Regions from separate parts of the Hordeum vulgare genome. Here all the other regions are linked to region 1. A link is a contact called in public Hi-C data. All regions are on one chromosome and are shown on one strand. The core of a region is the stretch at or near the end of the contact, and the rest is flanking DNA. Distances in the headings are between cores, read along the strand shown. Region 1 holds the start of LOC123452866 (transcription factor LHW-like). Region 2 holds the start of LOC123399097 (exocyst complex component EXO70A1-like). Region 3 holds the start of LOC123398845 (serine/threonine-protein kinase STY8-like).

Region 1 (3,920 bases), core at 720-3,219:
AACATAGATGGTTATTGTTTAATCGTGAAATGGACTAAAATAACATTTATCCTATGCATTCATATAAAATGTAGTACAACGGAGTACTAATTAACTGTTAAAAGTAAATACAATACGTCTAAACCTTATTTATTATAAAAATGCACGTAAATTTAATCGTATCTTCTAAACTATGACTGAGGAAGTATCATGTTTTCGTGTTGGGCTTGTACACATTAACTTGATGGTCTGTGAGTATCGGATGGTTAGTTACCTTACAGTGAAACCAGCCCATCAATGTATGGTGACTTCCGTAATTTTAAAAGTGTTATGTTAGCTCAATATTTTAGGTGTGCTCATGCAAATGATGTGTGTGTGCGTATTGTTAGTAGGAGTGGGTACATTTACGTGTATGTGAGCATATGATTGTAAGGTGTACAAACAATTACTTCACAATTCTTATGAGTTGTTTTTTTAGCTGAGGCTGTAGAACAATTGTTCTATGATAATTTCATTAATAAATAATATTTACAAGCATAAAAAAAGTAATCTAGCTCCTATTCTAGAAAACAAGGACATAATTAAATTATAGGTTTTGCTCGATCTAGAGATTGCATCTTGTGTTTTGCTTTTGCTTAGCCCTGAATTGTGCTGCCCAAAGATCTTCTTTCACGTAGTATTTTCAAGTATCTGATGTAGTCTTAACCAGCACACCGTTGCATGGTGTCCGTCGTCTCCGCATCCATAGGATGTAGTCTTAATCGGATGGACGAGAGCAACTCTTTCGTCTGTACGTTTTAGCAACTGGTACTTGTTTCCGGAAGTGGCTTTGCAACTAGCTTACCGACACTGGCTCCACACGTATATGTCCACGTTCACTACTAGCGCTCGGCCCCATGTTGTTGTTTGCAACAACAACTTTAAAACATGTTTCTGCAACTTGCAGAACAGAGGCAGCGGCGGCTGCACAAATAGCATGATGTGGTCGAAGATGTTGTTTCAATTTTTTTTCAACAAGGTTGTTGTTGTATAAAATTAGACGCGGCGGCGAAAAATATTGCTACAATTTATGCAACAAAAATCTTGTTATAGAAAATTAAGAAAAAGGTTTTGCAACATGAAACATGTTGCAGAAAATTAAAAACGATAATGTTTTGAGTATGAACATATGATTATAGTTAGAATTAACAGTTAGCACAGGATCAATGGCGAATCTAGCGGGGGGAAGGGGGGCTTCAACAAGCTCGAGTCCCCCCTCCAAAATCGAAAAAGAAAAAATGCTAGTATTTGTACAATTTTTTTTTTGAACTAAATAATTAACAATATTTGACCTTTTAACTTTGACCCCCTTTCATTTCTTCCGACATTCACCACCGCACGGGTGATATGTTGGAGACGAGCACTATTTAACCTAGGTCAAATCTTTTATTCTTAAATAGCTAGTATCCACTAGCTATTTTTTCTAGACATTTAACTATGCCTCAAGAGAAAGTAATGCATGCAAGTCATAAATTACATTATTTTTTACATTACTTTATGCATGCAAGCACCACATCACTAATTCATTCATGTTATTGGGAAGTTATTTCTTGCATTAGATCTTTTATTAAAAATATATGTGTTCGTCGTCGTTTCCACCATTCCTATGTAGCTCACATTTTTATTAAAATGATGTTTTTTTCTTTTTGTACCCTTTATATTTTTTATTTTTAAGCTTAGATTTGCCTTTCATTAATTATAGATATTCTTTAATTACTTTTATGTGTTTTTTTAGCAAGATTTTCGCAGCAATGCGCTCGGGCATACTCTAGTTACTATAGTAGTGGAAAAAAAAAGAAGAGGGGACGAGGGTAATTAGCCCGTGGAATGCCCATCCTGCCTCTCGTGGAGGGAATGATGCCTGCCTCGGGAGCCGCGAGGGCCAAAGGAAAAGGAGGGGCAAGCAAAGAAAGCGACAAAGAAAAAGCCAGAACGAAATTTTACTCTCACACTCACACAGCACAAGCCAAAGCCAAGCACACCCCAAAGAGGCGAGTCCAAGGCTCGCAGACCAGACTAGACCAGAGTGAGAACCAAAGACGCCAAAGCGAAAGCGGAGAAGGAAGAAAGAGAGAGATTGACGAGGACGCGCAGCAAAATCCAATACCACATTGCTCGCTCGCTCGCTCGCCCGCCGCCGTGCGGCTCCGACGCTCCCCCGGGGACTCCGCGCCATTCACCTGCCTGGGAATCTCATCTCTCTGCTGCTGCGCCGTGGTCCCGAGGTCGCCACTGACGCTGGGACCAGCGCCCGTGGGTGTCGGCGAGCCCCACTGATGTCCGCTTGCCTTCGCGCGCCGGCGGCCGACGGAGTAAGTATTGGCGCTCCGCTTGCGGCGGAGAGGAGGGACGGCGTGGTCCGCGCGAGTCAGGCCGGGCGCGCCGGCTCTCGCTGCGCCTAGGGAGGCAGCAGCGTCCTTGTTTGTCTTTTCGTCGCCCTCTCCCCCCGTCGGAGAAGCTAGGGTTTGCTCGTTAGGGTTCCGTTGGGCTGCGGGGATGGCGGTGGGGGAGGCGCTGCGGCGGCTCTGCGAGGAGGTCGGGTGGTCTTACGCCGTCTTCTGGAAGGCCATCGGCGCTGCTGACCCCGTGTAAGCCTTCCATCCTTCTCTTCAACTTTTTTTTTTTGGTCTCACAATCTTCTCCTCCCGCTCGATCTTGCGGAAAATGTTAAACGAACTTCTAGTTTTTCTCCCCCACAGACTTCAGTGTCTTTTGTTTATTTTTCTGGGTTCATAGTCTTCTTGAACATTCCATTTCAGCTAGATTTGCCTCGTACGACTGAAGCGTGCGCGAGGAAAGATTCGTAGATGGGTATATTCCTCAGCAATTACTAATAAGGGGCTCCTTTTCGTTGTGGGAAAGATAGTGCTGGAAAAAGAACGCCCGTACGCTCGGGACGTGTGGGCGTTCACTCATGCTTGCAAACTTAGTAATGCCTTTACAACAAGGAACATGAACCAAAAAGCTACTGCCTTGTCTGTGTAAGTTCGTATTAGCTCCCGAGGCTTAAAAGAGCGTGGATGTGCGAGATGTTGCAATTCCGTGCAAGCTTTTTTTTTTCTGGGGAGAGAGAAATGGGGACACGGTGTGGGGGTCATGGAGGAATACTAGATGCAATGTGAATTAAACTTCTTGATGCGCTGAGAATTTGGGTTTTGTTTGATGATTTGCGCGCATTGTTTTCCCTTGGTCATGTGCAGGCATCTAGTGTGGGAGGATGGCTTCTGTGGCCACGCATCTTGTCCAACTGGATCCGAGGCTTCTGAGGTTGGCTGTGAATCAGGTGGCACCGTGTGCACCCTAGTTAGGAAGGTTATGACATCGCAGGTTCATGTTGTTGGAGAAGGGTAAGGAAGAACCAGGAACATAATCTGTTTGTTACTAGCTAGTACAACGTTCTTGGTTGATTTCTTTTATTGATGGATAGATGCTACAATTTCTGTTTTTTCAGTACCATCGGTCGTGCCGCTTTTACTGGGAGTCATCAGTGGATTATCCATGATACTGCCGATGATCACAGGCTCAGATCCGAGGTATAAATTCTTCTTCATTCTCGTGGTGAACTGATATAAATATGACTGCCACACCTAACATTAGTCATGCCGCAAAACCTTAGGCATGTGTTTGGTTTATTGCCACACTTTTCTAACTACATGGTCCTGATGTCATAGACTCATTTATTTGCCAAATCTTGCCACACCTGTGGTGGCCATTTTATTCACCACACTTTTTGTGGCAGCCACGGTTTGGGTAAGGTTAGTTGTGGCCAACTTGGTCGTGAACCAAACATGCCCGTAACCCTAATTCAGTTGTGTCTGGTTCATTTTTGCCGCCGTGTCACTAATAGCATGCTGTGCAGCAATTTATGTCATCGCAACAATCCTTGTGGGGCTATTTTGTCC
Region 2 (3,920 bases), core at 920-3,419, 880 kb before region 1:
TGACCAAAACCTGACTAAGCATAACTCATTGCTGCATATTTTTTCATTGTTAATGTATTTTCCATAACTCAGGCACTCTCTACATTCACTGACCCTCTTGTTTTCTGCAAGCAGCATTTTCACAATCAGATATAAGTCTTTTGGCAATGATGAGATCACGAGAACCATCTCATGTTAAACCCTCAGCTCAAAGCCTACCTGTAAATTTTGAAGCATGACTGCTGATTTCCATCCTGAACCAATTTCTGAGCTATAGTATGAAGAAGTTGTAATATTCTAGTGGGGATCAGTGTTGGAGTCCTGCAAATAGCAGTTTCCAAGCGTTTGGATGGATGCTCAGAGTGCGCGGAATTCCGTCCATCTGCTTCAGCATCACCATCTGACGCCCATTGAAGCTTTGGAGGCGAACCCAATATAAGATCACCCTCAATAGGTTTGCTGAAAGCAGAGATATAACAGCATAGATGGAAAATGGTATTAGAAGAACTAACGTATTATCTTTGAGGCTAAGGAGAGGTTCAGGAATACAGGAATAGTTCCTCCAGCAATATACAAGGAACCAACAGTTAAGATTTCAGAAATGGGTGTAAATTATCAACCTGTATGTTATCATCAACCGCTTGAATTCTTCCTCGATCATCAGAGAAGACTTAGATAAGAGAACGTTTACATCATTCAGAAATCGTTCTTTACTCGTAAAGTTGTCTCTCAAGGAGAAAAAACCAACAACGTCTTTCAGACGACCCACAGCTTTCAGGTAGCTCTCCAGATCCACATGGGGCCCCCTCAGTATCGTAGCTTCTGCCTAAAGCTCAAAAGGACAACATGCAAATGAAAGTTCCAAACGAAGTAATAAACTAATTTAACAGTGATTACCTGTCTAAAATAGCTCGAAATAGAACAAAATTCGTTGGTGCAAGAGTGCAACTATAACGAATTTAAACATGATTACCTGTCTAAAAAGAGCAGTCTCTGCATAGAAAGTGCTATAGAAATTAATTACCACATGAACAAAACTAACGAAGCTAATCATTCCCTTGCTAGTAAAAGAACAAATGCACTTCACAACTACACCAACATGGTAACTATCTCACCACCAATCTATTATCTATGCGCCTTTAATCACCTCCAAATGTAAAATATGCACGTACCAATCTTTGTTAATGAAAGTCCAAGTCCAAAACTAGTCAAACACATCCTCCAAATGCCAAAGCAAGACAAATTCGGCGCTCTCAATCCCCTCCCAATGCATGCAATGCCTCGGCTCCTTGCCAACCAAACCAAAAGGGGTTACCATCTTTTGTATATACTGGGACTGGGAGAATCAGTTATAGCCTCTGGGGCGTCATCGGTTTCTTTCATCACTTAACAAGGAACAGCGACAGTGTTACATGTAGTCATGTACAGAGAGCCCAAAGGGGGGCAAAACAAAACAATACTTATAAAATGAAGGAAACACTCTACGGGGCAGCAGCAAGCGGACAAACTGCCTGCGATCAGGCACGCAGGCCAGAGCACCGGTTGAGGATGGAAAGCATTCAGGCACGAAGGGGACGAGGAGAGCACGTTCACGCACCTCGCGGACGATGACGACCTGGGCGAGGATGTCGTCGGCGACCTTGATCGCCTTGTCGATGTTCTCATGCGCCATCTGGGTCGCGTGCGCCCTCACCTGCACCACCACCACCCAAAATCAGACGCCCCACGCTCCCGCGGCTCTCCCTCAAATTCGACGAGACGTTGAGACCAAGCGGAAATGGGCACGAGAGTACCTGGATGGGGTGTATGGTGGCCTCGAGCTCGGAGAGGCGCTCGTCGAAGGAGCCGAGGATGGCGACCATGCCCTCCGTGTTCCCTTGGCTGCTCTGCAGCGAGGCCCGGAGCACGCTCACCTGCTGCGCCAGCGCGTCCATCGTCTCCGGAAGCTCCGTTGCCATCGCGACAACCACCCTCCCAGGACCAGGAGTCGACTCACGTTTCAACTGGCCACGCTGTCCCCGCTGCGAAAGCGCTCCGAGAAGAGAAGACTCAAGCAGGAGGGAATGCTGCCGAGAACGAAGAGGGTTGGGGGAGGGGAACGGCGAGGGGTCCCGTGTTCGGAAGGGGCGGTGGTGGGAGGGGATCCTTCCGGAAGGTTCTGGAAGGACAGTGAGATACGAAGAGGCGGTGTTTGCTGCCTTGGTCTCCCGGCCTGTGTTGTGGACCCATATCGCCGCGGAGGAGAGGTGCTATGAGATGCGTGGGTAGGACACTTCCGTGTGGGTCTGCCCTCGGAAGCAGACGGTCCAGATTAGCTTTCCTAGTTTATCATAACGGGCTTTTGCTCGCAGGCCCTACTACACCGGCTTTTGTTTTTAGGCCCAACCTATTACAACGGATTTCCCTTTTCCTTTTTTTACTTTTTCTCGAACAAAAGGGAGGCGCCAAAAGGCACCATGTATTGATATTCATGGAATTCTTACATTCCGGACTGCAAAATCATGAAGATCCAACTTGCCTGGGCTATGAAATCATTGGGCATTAAGCACATGTAAGAGCAGTATTAGAGCATCCATAACCGAACCTCTTATATCCGTTTTAAATGTTCGGACACACCTTCCGGTCACTGACCGACCTAGTCGTGCCCCTTAAACGAGTCTTAAACGTCCAGGCCGATCGACACCCTTCTATCCAGCCCAAATATGAGGCGAATATGGGGCGTCCGAGCATGGCCGCCACGTCGGCTTGATGATGGGGCTCCATGCATGACACGCTCGGAAACCCGACGTTTTAACGGACGCCTCGACCGTCATCGCGTTGTGAACGCCACATGGCGCCGCTCCGGCTCATCGCCCGAGGCCATAGCCGGCTATTTAAACCGTCGGACGTCCCCCAGCCGTAGCACATCCAACTCTTCCCTCCCTCTACTGCCTCCCGAGCCCGTCTGCCTCCTCTCCCCTACTCTTCTACGTTAGTATGGTCCGTCGTAGGATCACCACGTACGCTATACTCATGCCGGAGCGCCGGATGCAGATCGAGGCGGAGATCCAGGCTCGGCGCATAGCCCGCATCCCTGCGGGTGTGCCTCCGGACTCCCTGGAGCCGGAGAAAGAGGAGGAGATGCACGAGGCGATGGAGGAGGACGAGGCGGACGAGCCTTCTCCGGGCTTGAACATGGCGGAGGCAAAATCGGAGTTCGTCGTCGCCCAAGCCGAGGAGATGGCGGAGCATCAACACGCCATCCTTGATTTCATCCGGGATAAGGGTCAGGTGGAGGCCAACCGTAGGCTCATCCGGGAGAGGAAGAAGGAGGCCGACACCCTCTTCGATGAGCTCAACATGGAGATAGCGGCGGAGGAGGCCGCAACGGAGCAACCACAGGCACTAGAGGGGCCACAACGGAGGGTCGGATGGGGTCGAACTGCAACTGCTGCACATTTATTTGCCGGAGGGCACGGAGATCGAAATCTCTAACGAGGTGTAGTTAGCTTTCTACATAGTACATAGGTTTTTTTTGTTTGCATGATTTTGTATGAATTTGAGAATCTTGTAAGAGATGTTTGGATGCAGTAGCGTCTATTTGAGATGTGCCCGGTCACTCCCCGCGGACGCACTCGGACGCGTCCGTGGGCATTTGAAGGGTTATTTTTGCCATATGTGGTTGTAGATTCTCTTATAACATCTAAAATCTTTTTTTACATTCAAATTCAGATTGTGGGCTTCCTGGATGTGCGGATATGCATTATGTTTGATTCTCTTGTGATGTCGAATGCTTTGGAAGCAAGAGAAATATGCTTTATAAGAACTTAGTACGAGTGTCCTAATTGGATCTTATTGTCTTGATACCAAAGCCTTGACTATTGTTTCATTGTCCATGAGAAAGGTTACCTGTTGAATCTGGATATGATTTGCAATCTCACCTCCTAATTGTATCGCCTTGG
Region 3 (3,920 bases), core at 633-3,132, 540 kb after region 1:
TGAGAGTAAATTCCACAACTTCAATTTATATTGATGATACTAAAGGTAAACAATCAGTAATGGACAGGACAAACATGTATAAGAGAGAGAGAGAAATGGGTAGAAATATAGAAGCTAAGGAACCTTCTCTGTTGACAATCATTCCATCTAAATCATGAGATATCAAAATAATTATATGCACACTCAACTAAGGCACTGTATTAGCCAAACAAACGTGCTTCACATCAACAATATAGCATGTATCAAGCTTCACAAGTCACCTGTCCTATGACAATTTGCACCACAATAATTAACTATCATGTATTATGGTATGACAGCTTAAGTCGCTTATGTACCAATATTCATCTGATACAAAATTTCTACTATCAGGGGCAGGCGGAGACATAGGGCCAGTGATAATGGCATCACCATTTCATTCCAACTAAAATTAGCCAAACAATAACACCGAGGGAGTGTTTCTCCAGAAGAATCATATGTAACTACTAGCTAGAATCCAACAAGCATCCACTAGCCAATAAAGGAAGGTACAGTTGTCACGTAACACTAATTAGTTGCTTGTAGAAAATCCAACCAACATAAGAGCTTTACCCTCAAGAAACGGACGCGGAAAGCAGGGCGCCTCAGAGGATCCTTTGCTTCCGCCAAGACCTTCTGATGGACCAAGACATCTGCTGATTTGTCGACATTGATATCAAGTTGATAGCTACAGAATGACAAAAACAAAGATGAACCAATATTAGCCCTATGAGTGTACAAAAGACAAAGAAGAAATAATTAACTGGCCTAGGAATACTGAATCCTAAATAATGACCTCAACAGCTTCATTTCCTGATATGAGGTGGTGGTATAAAAAAGGGAACAACTCCCACAGAGAAGAGGATTTGCAAATGGTGAATACGAGAATAACACAAGAATTTAACCAACAATTCATCCATTCTATACGAACATAAAATACCACATAACCAGAAGCATAACAGACCAGCAGCCAAGTAAAGGGCAAGCGTCCAGAACAAGAACTCCTTTCTGGAAGATAAGGATCTGAATGCAGTAATATTCACTTGATTTACCTCGAAGCTTAGCTTAAGCCCAGAGGAGGCCAGTTCAAAATCGAGTGAGCATAGTAAGACTGCTGATTGTCCAACTCGACATTACTGTAGATAAAATGTAAACAGATCGATTCCCCGAGCAAAAAAATACTGAGTCGGTTCAATTCCGTAGACAAGTCCAACACCACAACACTCCCAGCGAATGAAACACAAGTGAACACTGGAAGCTCGAGTGTCACCGGGGCAGCAGTTTTTATATGCTAGCACGATACTAGCCATTAACCATCACGAGACCTAACAGAGAAGCCCAAAACCATCTGAACTGCGCTACCGAGTGACATTGGCAGAGCTAACCGATCACCTGAATGGAAGCCGCGCGAAATGGGCCTCGAGCTGGACGCGGAAGTCGGGGCCTGCCGCCTCCTCGTTGCCGTCGGCGACGAGCCGCTCGAACACCTGGGTGCAGATGTCGCGGGGGGCTCCCCCGCCTCCGCCGCTCCCGCCCGACACGGCAGGCGCGGGCGGCGCGCTACGCGGAGGAGAAGAGCTCTCCCCCACGCCCTCCTCCACGCCCCCACCCTCAGCTGCCACTGCCATCCCCCCGCAAACCCTCCGCCGCCGCCCGAGCGGGTCAACCGGCGCGCATCGTCCGTCCCCTCCAAGCTCCGGCGCTCATCTAGGGTTCCGTCCCGCTCAACCGACGGCGTGTTCTAGAAGGTTCGCGGGTTGGTGGGCACTACTGGGTAGTTGGAGCACTTAAGGGAGAAGGATAGGAGTGGGGGAGGGGGAGAAAGAAGAGGAAGACGATGATGGCTCGAGTGAGTAGGCGCGAGGTGTGGGGAAGTAAATTTGATGCCATACCAGGGTTGAAATGGTCTTTCCGTGGCGACGAAATGCCCCACCCTCCGTACGTCCGGCTTCACTCATGGGCTGTTTGGTTGTTTACATTATTTTTGGAATTTTGCATGTTTGTTTGTTTGTTTTATGGGCAACCCTACGCTTCCATCGACGGATTATTTTCAATGATCTGTCACCTTCACAGCCGTTTGATTTTGTGCATTTAGCCGATCTCATTCATCCGATCCGCACGCGGGGCTTTGGCCTAATTACTGAAACGATGCTCGAGTTTCTGAAACAATTGCTTTGTTGCAGTTTTTTTTTCTTTGCGCGCGCTTCGGCTGGGTATCCGGTAATTCCTGAAACAATTGCTTTGTTGCAGTTTTTTTCTCCGCGCGCGTTTCAGCTAGGCACCCGGTAATTCCTGAAACAATGCTTGAGTTTCTCAAACAATCGCTTTGTTGCAGTTTTTTTCTTCCCGCGCGCTGCGGCTGGGCATCCGGTAATATTACTGAAACAACGCTCGAGTTTCTGAAACAATCGCTTTGTTGCAGCTTTTTCTTTCCGCATGTTTTGGCGTTTTCTTCGTTTTTATGTTTTGCAACGTGTGTATTCTTGCGGACGAAAATTTTACAACACAGGTAAAGTTACAGGAAAGAAACACGCTCGTACAGAGGAGCCGGCGGATCGCTCGCGTGCGATCCGTCGGCTGAACGTAAACTTTTCCCTTGTTTTATTAGTTGGGCCTGTTTAAGAAAATGCTGACAAAAATTCAACATTTACTCGTGTTGATTGGCCGTATAGGGTTTGTTGTTTGGTTGACTGCATTTGTGATTTACAAATGAGCACATGTAACACATAACTTTTGACTGTGTGCAAGTAGTTGTCTTGTTCGTCCCTTTAAAATGTGGTGGCTTTACAACCAATTTGCAACACTTCACATCATACAAACACAAAACAACACATCACATAAGAACACCACATCACACAAAAACAATAGAACACATCAGATAAAAACTTACGGTGCATAATAGTAGTATACATAAGTTCAAACAGCACGACGTCTCATGCCCTTGTTGGACCTAGAGTGTTGATCCGTGAGCAAAATATACAAGTTTTGCAGCAAAATGGGAGACGATCAAACGAAGTTCAGACGATCTAGACAAACAAACTAAAGGGCATAGCAGATGTCGCTAATGCAACTATGCTTTGAGCACATGACCCTACAAGTGTTGGAGGTATTTGCATTGTAGATTGCACCTTTGTAAGGACCGGCAATATATCGACCAGAGGAGGGTGAATGGGAGATTCAAAAATTCTTGCGAAACTTTTATTAAATTCCATTCACAGCAACACAGATAAGTAGACAAATGGATCACTGAAGATAAACTGATACAACACAAGCGAAGGTTAACTTAGATGGGGTACTCAAAAAGATTTTCAAAGAACTGAGTGATAATTATTTTCATACAGTAGTTGATTGCATTTGCATAGATAATTGTGGCACAACGATACAACACATTACCTAACATGGTAAAATGATAAGGAAAGATGTGAAAAGCAGACGCAAGGCCGAAGAAAACATAAAACTCAACCGAATGACAAAGTAATCACTCGATGAAAATCATACGAGCATAGAGACATACATTCTTAAGTATTGCAAACACAAATATGCAATCATGGCAGGGAAGTAGAATTGAAAGAGATGAACGAAGAATATCTTGACACGATACACGGATCAAATGGTATAGCAAGATAATGACGTGAACATGATTAAGTTAATTGTCGCAAAACATAGGCATAAAATGAGTTGAGAAAACGGGGCAATGGTGCTCGATGGCGACATTTGATTTGATAGACCAGTTCACTCTTCTACAAAAGAGCCACACCTGGTTGGAGGGACTTGTGATTGAACACACGAGCAAACATCTCTCCGGCATGCTCTCCTTCAATTTGAAGCTGGTCAGACTCCGGTAAATTTCACTCATGGTAGATACTTGTCGGTGATCTCCAAACCTTCGAGAGACTTATCCGTGA

What was found. A called contact is a pair of places that touch in the nucleus more often than the background predicts.
Region 2: a contact with region 1 is called in a Hi-C map of seedling, with 2.5 times the contacts expected there. The contact joins the promoter of LOC123399097 here to the promoter of LOC123452866 in region 1. A contact is called at or near these places in 3 of 6 Hi-C or Micro-C datasets (leaf and seedling).
Region 3: a contact with region 1 is called in a Hi-C map of seedling, with 6 times the contacts expected there. The contact joins the promoter of LOC123398845 here to the promoter of LOC123452866 in region 1. A contact is called at or near these places in 4 of 6 Hi-C or Micro-C datasets (leaf and seedling) and 1 of 1 datasets of contacts at active chromatin or transcription factors (embryo).

What each region holds. Positions count from the first base shown.
Region 1 is chr5H:266,193,227-266,197,146 of MorexV3_pseudomolecules_assembly, reverse strand. It overlaps LOC123452866 (transcription factor LHW-like), which reads left to right and starts at 1,969. Exons shown (of 10, transcript XM_045129591.1): 1 at 1,969-2,606; 2 at 3,219-3,365; 3 at 3,470-3,551. The coding sequence starts at 2,515.
Region 2 is chr5H:267,073,402-267,077,321 of MorexV3_pseudomolecules_assembly, reverse strand. It overlaps LOC123399097 (exocyst complex component EXO70A1-like), which reads right to left and starts at 2,169. Exons shown (of 12, transcript XM_045093517.1): 1 at 1,773-2,169; 2 at 1,577-1,672; 3 at 600-805; 4 at 199-438. The coding sequence starts at 1,937.
Region 3 is chr5H:265,650,325-265,654,244 of MorexV3_pseudomolecules_assembly, reverse strand. It overlaps LOC123398845 (serine/threonine-protein kinase STY8-like), which reads right to left and starts at 1,882. Exons shown (of 16, transcript XM_045093292.1): 1 at 1,408-1,882; 2 at 589-703. The coding sequence starts at 1,643.